Linked DNA regions of Mus musculus: all the other regions are linked to region 1. The links are chromatin contacts, called in public Hi-C and promoter capture Hi-C maps. All regions are on one chromosome and are shown on one strand. Each heading gives the region's core, a stretch centred on a gene start, on an enhancer-like site or on the middle of the called end of the contact. The rest is flanking DNA. Distances are from core to core; before and after follow the strand shown.

Evidence for each region. A called contact is a pair of places that touch in the nucleus more often than the background predicts. Capture Hi-C pulls out chosen DNA fragments and counts their contacts.
Region 2: a promoter capture Hi-C map of pancreatic islet shows a contact between it and region 1. The contact joins two enhancer-like sites. A contact is called at or near these places in 3 of 39 promoter capture datasets (hippocampal neurons, liver and neural stem cells), 20 of 484 Hi-C or Micro-C datasets (the C2C12 cell line, the G1E-ER4 cell line, LSK cells and 13 more), 7 of 115 datasets of contacts at active chromatin or transcription factors (SST interneurons, bone marrow-derived dendritic cells, bone marrow-derived macrophages and 4 more) and 3 of 9 other capture datasets (adipose tissue, liver and pancreatic islet).
Region 3: a contact with region 1 is called in a Hi-C map of cortical neurons, with 3 times the contacts expected there. The contact joins two enhancer-like sites. A contact is called at or near these places in 3 of 39 promoter capture datasets (hippocampal neurons, liver and neural stem cells), 27 of 484 Hi-C or Micro-C datasets (the G1E-ER4 cell line, LSK cells, Th2 cells and 18 more), 4 of 115 datasets of contacts at active chromatin or transcription factors (embryonic stem cells, neural progenitor cells, pancreatic cancer cells and 1 more) and 3 of 9 other capture datasets (adipose tissue, embryonic stem cells and liver).

The regions. Positions count from the first base shown.
Region 1 is chr3:146,566,601-146,570,224 of GRCm38.p6, reverse strand. It overlaps a transcript of Dnase2b not described here. Among named protein-coding and RNA genes, the nearest start is that of Uox, 29 kb to the left of the region's middle. Within about 2 kb of position 1,849, at least 107 of the 459 cell types and tissues checked have an H3K27ac peak or open chromatin away from gene starts, as enhancers often do. A contact at or near this core is called in cortical neurons, pancreatic islet and trophoblast stem cells, where this site is marked.
Region 2 is chr3:146,744,075-146,747,698 of GRCm38.p6, reverse strand. Prkacb (protein kinase, cAMP dependent, catalytic, beta) reads left to right here. Exons shown (of 10, transcript NM_011100.4): 7 at 1,004-1,099; 8 at 2,317-2,439. Among named protein-coding and RNA genes, the nearest start is that of Gm36521, 61 kb to the right of the region's middle. Within about 2 kb of position 1,683, at least 4 of the 459 cell types and tissues checked have an H3K27ac peak or open chromatin away from gene starts, as enhancers often do. A contact at or near this core is called in pancreatic islet, where this site is marked.
Region 3 is chr3:146,721,497-146,725,120 of GRCm38.p6, reverse strand. No RefSeq gene overlaps it. Among named protein-coding and RNA genes, the nearest start is that of Gm36521, 38 kb to the right of the region's middle. Within about 2 kb of position 1,895, at least 7 of the 459 cell types and tissues checked have an H3K27ac peak or open chromatin away from gene starts, as enhancers often do. A contact at or near this core is called in cortical neurons and trophoblast stem cells, where this site is marked.

The DNA.
Region 1 (3,624 bases), core at 600-3,099:
TTGCAGGTAGGGAAGCTCCTGATGTGCTGAGTCTCCAGCATCCTGAGCTAACTTGAAGACCCTATCTCATTCGGCAACGTTCTCTTCCTATCCTGTGCTACAGAACTCTCCGCAGAAGGCAAACGCTTCGATGCATTTGGGTTTCTGCTGAAGCTTTCATTCTGCCCAACTGTTGGCTGTAGGATGAGAAGGTGTTTGAGACAGACTCGAAGGAAGAGGAGTGACTCAATACTTATCTTAAATTGGCACCAATACCCTAATGGTGTGTTTATATACAATCTAAAAGTTGATCTATGTCTCCATTTTCAGTTTGCAAGATGGTTAGGATAATCTTTAGAGGCCACTGACTCATGAAGAAGGTGGGAGCTTTGACCTTCGGAGACAAGGCTGGTCTAAGGGTCAAGGCTGGTCAGCCACATGGCTGGAGTATGTGTTTGGGACGGACAGGGTTGAGAGTCAGAGCAAATCAAGAAAATAAAAAGCCCATCTGTATTTTTGAAGACTCATTTTTATTTTGGCGTGTGTGTGTGTGTGTGTGTGTGTGTGTGTGTGTGTGCATGCAGATGTGTGAGTGTGTGCTTATGTGCACATGTTCATAAAGGTTCCCTCAGAGGCCAGAGGAGGGCATCAGATCCCCTGGAGCTAGAATATCAGCTAGCTGTGAGTGGCCTAACGTGAGCACTGGGAACTGACCCGAAGGCCTCCTGAAGAACAGCATGGGCTTTGAACTTCTGAGCAATCTCTCCAGTCCCCTCACCTGTGTTTCTAACATAGCTTTACATTAAAACAAAACAAAACAACAACAACAAGAAAACAAACATATGGTCATTTATTTCTTTAGGAAATCCTCACTATAGAAGATCATAATTTCATCTAAGCAACGGGGAAAATTCAAAGTAACATGAAAAAGCAAATCAGTAGTCAGCAGGGGTTACGGGAAATGTGACAGGCTAAGGGAAATGTGACAGGCTAAAGGAGACGTGAAGCAAGTTTTGGTAGATATGCAAATATTTGGCCCTTTATTTGGTAGTGGTTACAAACACATATACGTTTAGAAAATTTATTAAACTATATTCTCAAATGTTAAGACTTGGCTGTCTATAAATCATACCTCTAAACACTTAGTTACTTTAAAACCTACTGCTTCTTTCATCTGAAAAGTTGATGTTAATACACTTATACACATCCTATCATGAATTTTACTATACATTTCAGTGTATTTATACAAAGGATAGCATCACCTTTTAAATTAAATGTAGCAAGTTTTTTTTTACTTACTTTATTTCTTACTCCCTTACCTGAGTGTGTACCTACCATCCAAGACAGCTGCCCCTACAAAGCTTACTTGGTAAAACCCAAGAGAGAGCATTGGTCCAGGGAGGGAGAGACAGGAAGCTGTTTCGACTCTCACAGCCTCTGGGATCTCATTATTGATGACTTAACAACCATTACACACTTAGTGAGTAAGGACTTTCTATATAAAGATTGTATTGCAGCATCTGCTGTTGGTAATTTAGTGGCAACTGATTGCTGAAGAAGCCACTGGAGGCTCCTGCTGATGTCTGTGAACGCAGCCCACTTGTTTCTGAAAAGGTGATTCAATCTGTATTTCGGTGCCTGGCACACAACTCTGTGCACCTGGACTTCTGACAGATACATTAAGAGGGTTGGGGGGCTGTGCTCAGACAGAGTACATTCTCACCGTGTCTTCCAAAGCCAAAGCCATCATTTTCTGGTGTTGAGAATCCTGAATCCTTGAGAACCAGGTCTATCCTGTCTGTGCAAGACCTCAGAGCATAAGCTGGGACTCTGGGTACAAAGTCAAACCAGCCCTGCTGTTTTCATGGTTGCTGGCCTGCAGCCCTGGCTGTTGGACACATGTTACACCTGGCCCTGCCTCTGCCCTTGGGAGTGCCCACGACCATGTGAGCAGGCGGCTCTGCAGCCCAGGGAAGTAGTACCTTCATGTGTGGGAAATAAACAACAAATTCTAACTATGGCATACTCTGTCTCTAGGATAGCTGGTTCCTGGAGACCAGGAAAAGTAGCTCGGGAAATAGCCAATTTGGGTAGGGACAAAATTAATCCCACTCAAAAGACAGAAAAGCAACAGGAGCGAAGCAGTGAACTTGGTGAGTCACGGAGAGCAGTGCCCAGAGCTCAGGACCATCTGTAGATCAGGACTTAATCAGAGCTTCCTGGTGACTCAGCTTTACGCGTCTTTGAGGAGGAGGAGGAGGTCTGGGAACCAGGGACAGGCTGGTCCATGCTGTATGACTCGCTGGGTTTTCCCCATGTCCAGGAAGTCAGGCTTGTAACTAAATTTCAGTCCCTTCCTGGTCCAGGTGGGCAGGAAGTGCCTGAGTTCTTTTGGGTCACTTTTGGGTCATACCTGGGGGTGGGAGAACCCACCAAACAGGACTGGCTGTTCCTGAGTCTTTGTACCTTGGGGGTGGTTGGCATCACTCGTTCCACAGGTATACACAAAACGAAGAAGTCGGGGCACACTGACAGAGGCAGGGGAATGACAGGTGGAAACACAAAGAACGAAGCAGTCGGGACACACTAACAGAGGCAGGGGAATGACAGGTGGAAACACAAAGCTCTTAAGTGCTGCTGTCTGGAGCCATTTAGCTTTGGCCTGCAGCCCTGCGTGTGCACCCCAGACACTCCTGAGGGCACGGCTGGACTATCACACAGCAAGATGATGGATGTCTAAAGTGAGCTATGAAGAAAAGGTCAACTTGTGCTCAGAACATTCTGTTTAAGAAGGGCAAAGTACTACATAAAGCATCTTAGAGAAATTACTTTCCAAAATAAAAATGTTAGGTTGGCAAGTTTAGGTTGCATTATTCTGGCTTTTAATATCATCGCTACTTAAAATATGAAATTTATTTCAGGTTGCAATATTGAAAATCTCATCCAAAGATAATTGGGGATTTTTTTTATGTTCTTTCTGATGTACAAGCATGAGTCACACATAAGTTATGCACATATACATGTATTTTTGTGTGTTGTTTTAAAGATGGTCCCTTGTGTATGTGTATAGGTACAAGCGCGTGCGCGCGTGCGCGTATGTGTGTGTGTGTGTGTGTGTGTGTGTGTGTGTGTGTGTGTGTGTGTGCCTGTTCATATGTCTGTGTACCACATGCATAAGTGGGATCCTCTGGAACTGAAGTTTGTTACAGTTGGTTGTGAGCTGTGTGGGCGCTGAGAACTGGATCCAGGGCCTCTACAAAAACATCAAGTACCCTTAACTGATGAGGCCACAAAACTGTGTGTTTGTTATATGTCGTGTGTATGTGTTATGTCATATATGTGTTTGTATGTGTATGTGTATATGTGTGGTGTGTGTGGCATGTATGTATGTGTGGGATGTGTGTGTGGGATGTATGTATTATGTGTATGTGTGTATGTATGTGTGTAATGTTTGCCTCCCTCCTCTCTCCTATCACCATCTTCCAAGTTTTCCTTTCTTCCATCTGAACTCGAGCTGTTTTGCTCAGTGTTCTGCCCTGACTCTCATCTTACTAGAGATACTGTCGGCAATCAATCTAATCCACTATCGATTGCTCCGATGGCCACCATATTTGTACTTCTGATGTAGTTCTCACTCACGTGAGA
Region 2 (3,624 bases), core at 434-2,933, 180 kb before region 1:
TGTTTGTATCCCCTAGAATCAGTGGCTGTGAGCTAAGCTTAGGCTCCTGCCAAAAGAAACAGTGTGGCTAACTGTGTGAGTAGTCGTGGGTGCCGGAAATCCTGTCTGTGTAGCTCTAGTCTCTCAGTCTGAAAACCCCAATCAAAACTGGTCCAGTCGGAAATCCGTTTGTATATTGACGTCTCACCCTAAGTGGAGAATTGCTCAGGTGACTTCATGGGACAGTGTGATCAGAGTCAGGCGCCCTGATGAGAGTGTTTGCAGTTCCTCCAGGCTGTGACCGTGCATCGTCTACAGAACATGAATTCTGTGGCTGCCTCCTCACCAGGATCTCGATGCTCATTTGGAATTATTAAAAAAAAAAAAACTGGAAAAATCCAAACTTTGAAGCACTCTTGGTACCTAATACTTTGGATAAGCAATAGTCAATCTGTGTTGCCTCTTTTAATACTAATATTAACCATGTGAATTATAAATACTCCTAATCTCAAAGTTAATGTGTCTCAGTCATGGCCAGGTACATAGTCAGGAATGGAAGAATTAGAATTTTAACCCAGAAAGTCTAGCAATGTTTACCACTCAAATTCGTGACTGGCTGGGACCTAACTGCAGACACAGCAGTTAATGGGTATCTTTTCTCTAGTTCCTTTAATAGCTTGAGGCCACGGCTTTCTAGGGCTTACCTGTCAGAAGTGTGTCCGCAGAGGATGACCCATGTCACGGGCAGAGCCAGGCAGGACTTTGGGGTGTCTCACCAGCACTTACTGTGTACTGGGCCTCTACCTTTGCTCCTCCTGTTCACTTGTGAGGTGCATAGGTCTGTGTCCTGCCACACGAGAGTTGTTTTTGTTTTGAGAAGAGATGGGGTTTCATGAATTACTGTTAATCGTGTGGACTTTTTTTTCATGTATATTATTTTAATCCTGAATTCTTAACTTTGGATTTGAGTACAGGACCTCTGTACTCTGTGAGTGAGTTTTCACATTCCTGTTTCCCTTCATAGGTCACAGATTTCGGGTTCGCCAAAAGAGTCAAGGGCAGGACATGGACATTGTGTGGCACCCCAGAGTACCTGGCCCCGGAGATCATCCTCAGCAAGGTACTGGGTATGACTGGCACACACAGGCAGAAGCTTGAAGTCCTTTAAGTTATAAGGGGGAGTGGGTGGGTAGGGGATTGGGGGGGTGGGTATGGGGGACCTTTGGGATAGCATTGAAAATGTAAACGAGGAAAATACCTAATTAAAAAAAAAAGTTATAAATCCAAACCTGCTGGGGCAGTCTGCCTAGCGCTGGTCACACATCTCTAAGTTGTGTTAGTTTTGACTCTGAGTCCTGATGAAGCAGAGTAATGACTCAACCCTCAGTGCAGCCCAGGCAGTCCTGGTTCTTCCAGCCAGGAAGGGTCCCAGTGCAGAGGGCTTGTTCCAGGCCCTTCCCAGATGCTGAGCTAGAGACAAGGTGGGTCAGCTGACAGCTCTTCCTTTCTTTCAAACTCACCACCTAAGCGAAGGGATGTCTGAAACATCTTAACAACAAGGTGAGCTTTGTCATTCCGTTGTAATCTGCAGTTGGCACAGACCAATGCTGCATGAATGGATTCTGTATTGAGAATGTGTTGACTTTTACACATTGCTCAGCGTGTGCTTTTTAGTGAGCTTGATAGAGCACGTGGCAAACGGAGCAGGTCAGCGCCTCTGACTGGTCTTCCTCACAGTGTACTCTGTAAGCATGCCTTTCCCTGGGTACACTGCTCACGCAGCCTATGCAGGAGGTGAAACATGGAGACAAGCAAGTAGCAAACTTCACATGTACTTGGACACTACTGCTGATTAGAGGCCACAGTAAATTTTAAGTTTTCAGAAAATATGGAAATAGATGTGACTATGTCAAGTGTTTCTGCCTTCCAGACCCCAGAATGTAGGCTGTTCGGAAGTTGGTTCCATCTTTTGCTATTCCAATAATCCTATTTTGTTTTAGAATTTCTGACTTCCCTAGCTAGACTGTTGCACACCTAATGCATAGGGCTGTGGCCTAGGTTGGGCCTCGAGCGGCACTTTGCTCTAATTCCCTTTCTGCTGTCAGTGTTATTCTCAGTGATTTTTAGGACTCAGATTTAACAGTTCTTCCCAATAACACATTCCAATATCTGGAAATTCTTTGCTTCATTTAATTAAACTTGCCCTGATAGGTTTTATTCATTTATCATATTCTGTTCTACACAGTTGCTAAAAACTGCTACAGTCATGTTCATACATTTCCAGATCATTTTGAAATCACTGGTGTCTTAGTGTTCGCTGATGTTGCTCTATCCCAGGGTTACAATAAGGCGGTGGACTGGTGGGCACTGGGCGTGCTGATCTATGAGATGGCTGCTGGCTACCCTCCATTCTTTGCTGACCAGCCAATTCAGATCTATGAGAAGATTGTCTCTGGAAAGGTAAGTCTCATTACTTCTTCCCCCGGAGCTCTGCGTGAAGTTAAAGCTGCAGATTCGAGCCATATCGTGATGTCAGGTCACTGCCCCAAGCAGCCGGGAGGTAGAGACTCTGTATCGATGCTCCTCTAGACTAAAGAGCTCCTGTGCAACCAGGTCAGCAGGGTCAGAAGAAGGAGCCAGCTACCTGTGAGTGCAGTCGCTCTCAGTATTCCTGTAAACCAGACCTAACCTCACGTGAAGTTATACTTAGAGTTTTAGGAGCTGTCTTTATATAACTGCTCTAAAAATAGATGTCTTATTTGAATTACATCAAAATTAAAAGTCAAAATAACTTGGATGGGCCTTTTCAAAGAAGAATTCACAGAATTGAGTTCAACAGAATTGAGTATGTTTAATGGGATTATAATTGGTGCTGATTTTTAGCAAGTAGGAAATAATGACCCTTGATCATTTGTGGACTGAGCATGTAACACTCTCCAAAATTACTCCATAAACTTTTCTTTTGCACTTTTAGTCTCTAATTTTTCTTCCAAAAGTATTTGCTTAAAGTCATTACTTCTCACCTTAGCTCATGCTTGAGACTTTTCTGGAATTACTCCTTCCGTTTTCAGTAGAGAAGGAACGCAAGCATTGGAAGCTTTGGGAGTTGAGAGATAGCTCTGCAGGAAAGGGCCCTGAGTTCACAGACAGAAGAAGGCACTCATGTGCCCTCCCCCCACAGAAAGAAGGCCATGTAATTAACTTCTGGATTCACAGGAGGAGGCACCCTGCTTAGCACTTACCCCACACCCCTCACTCACCCTTTTGTTTTTATTGAAGAATGGACCTGTGGCTCTAACTAATATCGCCCTGGGGTGCATACATTTACCGTTTTTTGGTTATTGTTGTATTTTATGACCCTCGTAGGCAGAGATAAAGCTGATCAGCATGGAAGTAAAGTCTCCATTTCTTTCTAACCAACCGGATCCACACTCGGCATTTTGGAAAGCTGAGCCTAGCATCAATGAGTTTAAATTTTACAATGTTAAATATTCACAAGGTACCATGAATATCCAATAACGTAGTAATTTATCCTTTATGCTAGGATCCAAATTTAAATTAATTGCAGCCACAATGAGACTGCTAGGAAAGACTCAGTAGACTGTCTATCCAGCAATTGGGGGTTACTGCTCTACATAGCATTGT
Region 3 (3,624 bases), core at 646-3,145, 150 kb before region 1:
GTTGTAGATGATTCCAGATGTGGTCAAGATGACAACCACGACTGGCCATATCACATACCCAACTCAGGACAGAGAAAATACAGTCTATTTTTTAATTAATCGTTCATCCACCTCCAAATACTCCCAACTATTTGGTCAAAGGAAGAAATAATTTGCTTACATGCTATTTTTTAAGCACAATCCAGTCTGATGAGCTGAGGTTGCTACAGAAAACAGTTGCTCGGAGATCATCCATACAACTGAGGCAATGTATGGGTCTCCAGATAAAAAGAAGGGAAGGGCTTGACATTCCATCCTCATTCCATCAAGGAAAGACTGACTGGACTTAGGGTGGTAACTGGAGAGCAACTCTGGCATGAGTCCCTATGTCAGGCATCACGTTAGGGTAGACACTCATCTGGGCATCACTATTATGCATGCGACATCCTGGTCTTCCCTAGCCTAGCCTCCAATGAGCCCTCTCCTTACAACAGCTTTGGCTTCTGTCCGTCCTATGCAGTGATCCTCAGGCATAATAACTCTGAACACATGGATGTACCATCATCTGTTGTAATGTAGCAGCTGGTATTTAGTTGCAAATAACTCAGACACCCAAGATCCTGATGGATATATTTTGATTTAACATTACAGCAGATTTGAATGGTGCCTTTAATAACAGTCCCCTCAATCACTTACATTCTCACACGTTGTAAATGAGCAAACAAAGGGTGATGCTTCTGAACTCAACAGATACTCAGGGGTGTGCATGGAACACCAGATCACACCATCATGTGAATCGTGCCAGCATAAGGAACTGTTGAGTTGGTCACCTGAGAGAGCTCTTGTGCTGTCCTGTGGCTCCTGTATGTCTCCTTGCTGGCTTCCTCTTATCAGACAGGCTGTAGTCCTGACAGGGTGAGCTGATCTGGGGCCTCTCTATCAACCTGGATGTACCTTCCATAAAGTGTCGCTGGGCTGAGAATACTCTGAACACATTGGCCCAAGGAACTGTCATCAGAAGTAGAGGATGAGCTGGAAGAATTCATTGACTATGACACAGAAGCACAAAAATTGTGATTCTATGGCCGGCCGTTGTCTGCATCAGAAGCAGAAACTATAATGAACATAGACTTCCAAGTAGTATCTACCCAGAGTCAAGTTCCAACCAGACCTTCCCGTTGCTTCTGTCAAATCTGCCAAGACTGTTGCTCTCTGCCTCCTCGCTTGTAAAAAATACAATTCATATTTCAGTATGTTTCTTTTCAAAGCAACATCCGAAGTACATTATGGTCTAAGGTCATAGGTTCATTATTTTCCTTTCCCCAGAAGGATGTATCGATAATATAATATGCCTATGAAAATTAGATGAAAGCTCAGACATTTTAAAAATATCTCATCTGGTCCCTGGGCCCTGGTACAAGCCTGTAGACCTATCCCTTTGTGTCTGTGCCTCCTAGCTTTGGAAGGATGACCAATTTGCTCTGGGACTAAAAGCAATGCATTGTGATTTTCATTTCATGTCTAGACCTGGAATAGTATTGCAAAAGTCTGCAACTTTGACCCATGCTGACACTTCCTGGCACTATATAATTAAAACCCTGACCTTGTGGCCTTTGCCTATGCACTCTGAACAAGAGAGCAGCCTCGGGACACCTTTGGAATACCAAAGGAATGAGCAAATTTCAAGTCTGTCCCTGTTAACTCCTTTCTGTCACTGGAAAAAAATCTCCTGACCTAGGACTGATGGTTTCCCTGGGTCAGAGGAAACATCACATTCCTCTAGAATAGAGATGAAGTAGCATTTCTTGGCAGCCAATTTTGAATCCCACATTTGAAATCATTCAGAGAGCTCTGCAGCTGGCGGAAGGCAGCAACTGATTTGGAAAGAGGGACAAGAAATACGTCAAAGAATGACACCTCCTCGGGAGGAATTTTGATGGTAAATAGGACAGATGCCATCTGCCTAGATGAGTCCTTGTTCATTCATTTGTTCCCTCAGAAATATTACTCTGTGTGTGTGTGTGTGTGTGTGTGTGTGTGTGTGTACACTGAGCTGAGAAGTTGTGACACAAAACTGATACAGAACAAAACTGAGAACAAATAAAATCATAGGAGACATAAAAGATGAAAATCATATCAGGAAAGCTCAGAGCTACTGCAGAAAAAATACAAGGAACACCTTACAACACACAGGCACCTTCTGCTTTACTTTAAGACTCCAGGGGGCCCCAGTCTCTCAATGGGGGAGGGCATTCCAGGTCAATGCCTTTAGGAGTGTAGGGAGCTATGATGAAGGTTCGGCCATAGCAGTAAGCACTGAAGGAGTGATAAGGTAGAAAGGCTATTCAGTCCTATCATGAGAGGCAGCCAGCAAGTGATACAAGGATTGTGCGGGTCACCCTACAGATTGTTGGGAACTATTGGAGGATGCTAAATAGAAAAGGCTTTGAGATGGCTCAGCAGGTAGAGGGTAGTGCCTCCAAGCATGGTAACCAGAGTTCAATCCCAGGAATGCACACGATAGAGGAAGAACCAATTCGCAGGAGTTACCCCTTGATGTCCTGGTTTATGCCATAGCACCACAGTGAAGGCACCGTAGTCTGAGACACCTGGCCTTCAGAATTATAAGACAGAAATCCTAGGGGTCTTGTTTTGTGGTGTTCTTTATAGCATCTTGTTGGAGTAGGCTAGAAGCAGAGAACAGCATGGATCCTAAAAGATGCACGAAGTGTCTTGTGAGAATCTAGTAAGAAGGGAATTGAGACCAGCTTCAGAGTATGCTGGAGGGAATGATGGCAGAGCACATTAGGGAAGGAGGGCCTGGGGTCTCAGTTTGAGAAGCAGGTCTGAGTTGACAGAGCTGTCCAGCATGCAGTTGGGATGGCTTCAGCTCATCACAGACATCTGGATAGACAGATATCCTTGCAGGCTACCCTGCGTAGTGCATGCTAACGGTTGAATCTTTGGTCATGATGAGAACATTTCCAGGGGAAAAGGGAGGGGAGGTTACAAATGCACGTCCCAAGGCCAGACATAGCCGTGGAGGCAGGAGGATTGATTCGCTTACATACAGCTTCGACATATTTAACAAGCCCATTGTTCAAATTTTAAAGTCAACGGATGTCACAAAGAATGGGAACTTTGCTTCTCTGAACGAGAAAGATCTGGGAAAACTGGGATCCCATTCCAGGATGACAGATTCTGTCTGGCATAATCCAGCACCATATTCTATCCTCCCTCCTGCTCCACTCTCTTGGCCTATCAGACAGCCTGGACTTACGAAGAGAGGGCTAAAAAGAAACAGCAGTAAGAAGGCCTGCAGGGAGAGAGATGCTCCCAAACATGGCCGTGTGCACTGCCTGACAATAAATGACAAAGAGAACGTAAGCAGACAGAGAACTAAAATGCCTCATCAGCTGTCCTTCAAACAGTGGCTAGAGTTCCCCCAGTGGCCCAATCCAAGTCCTGAAGTCTTTAACCCATGAAAGATGGAGACAAGAGGAAGAGGAGATTAGCAGTCATGGAGGATTTAAGTTGATTGAAGATAGAGGAGTAAAAGAATGTTTAAAATTGGCAGAGGAAGGCAGGAAAGGAGGACCATGGGAAATGTAGTCAGAAGCATGGTAGGATCGATACCTGACAGTA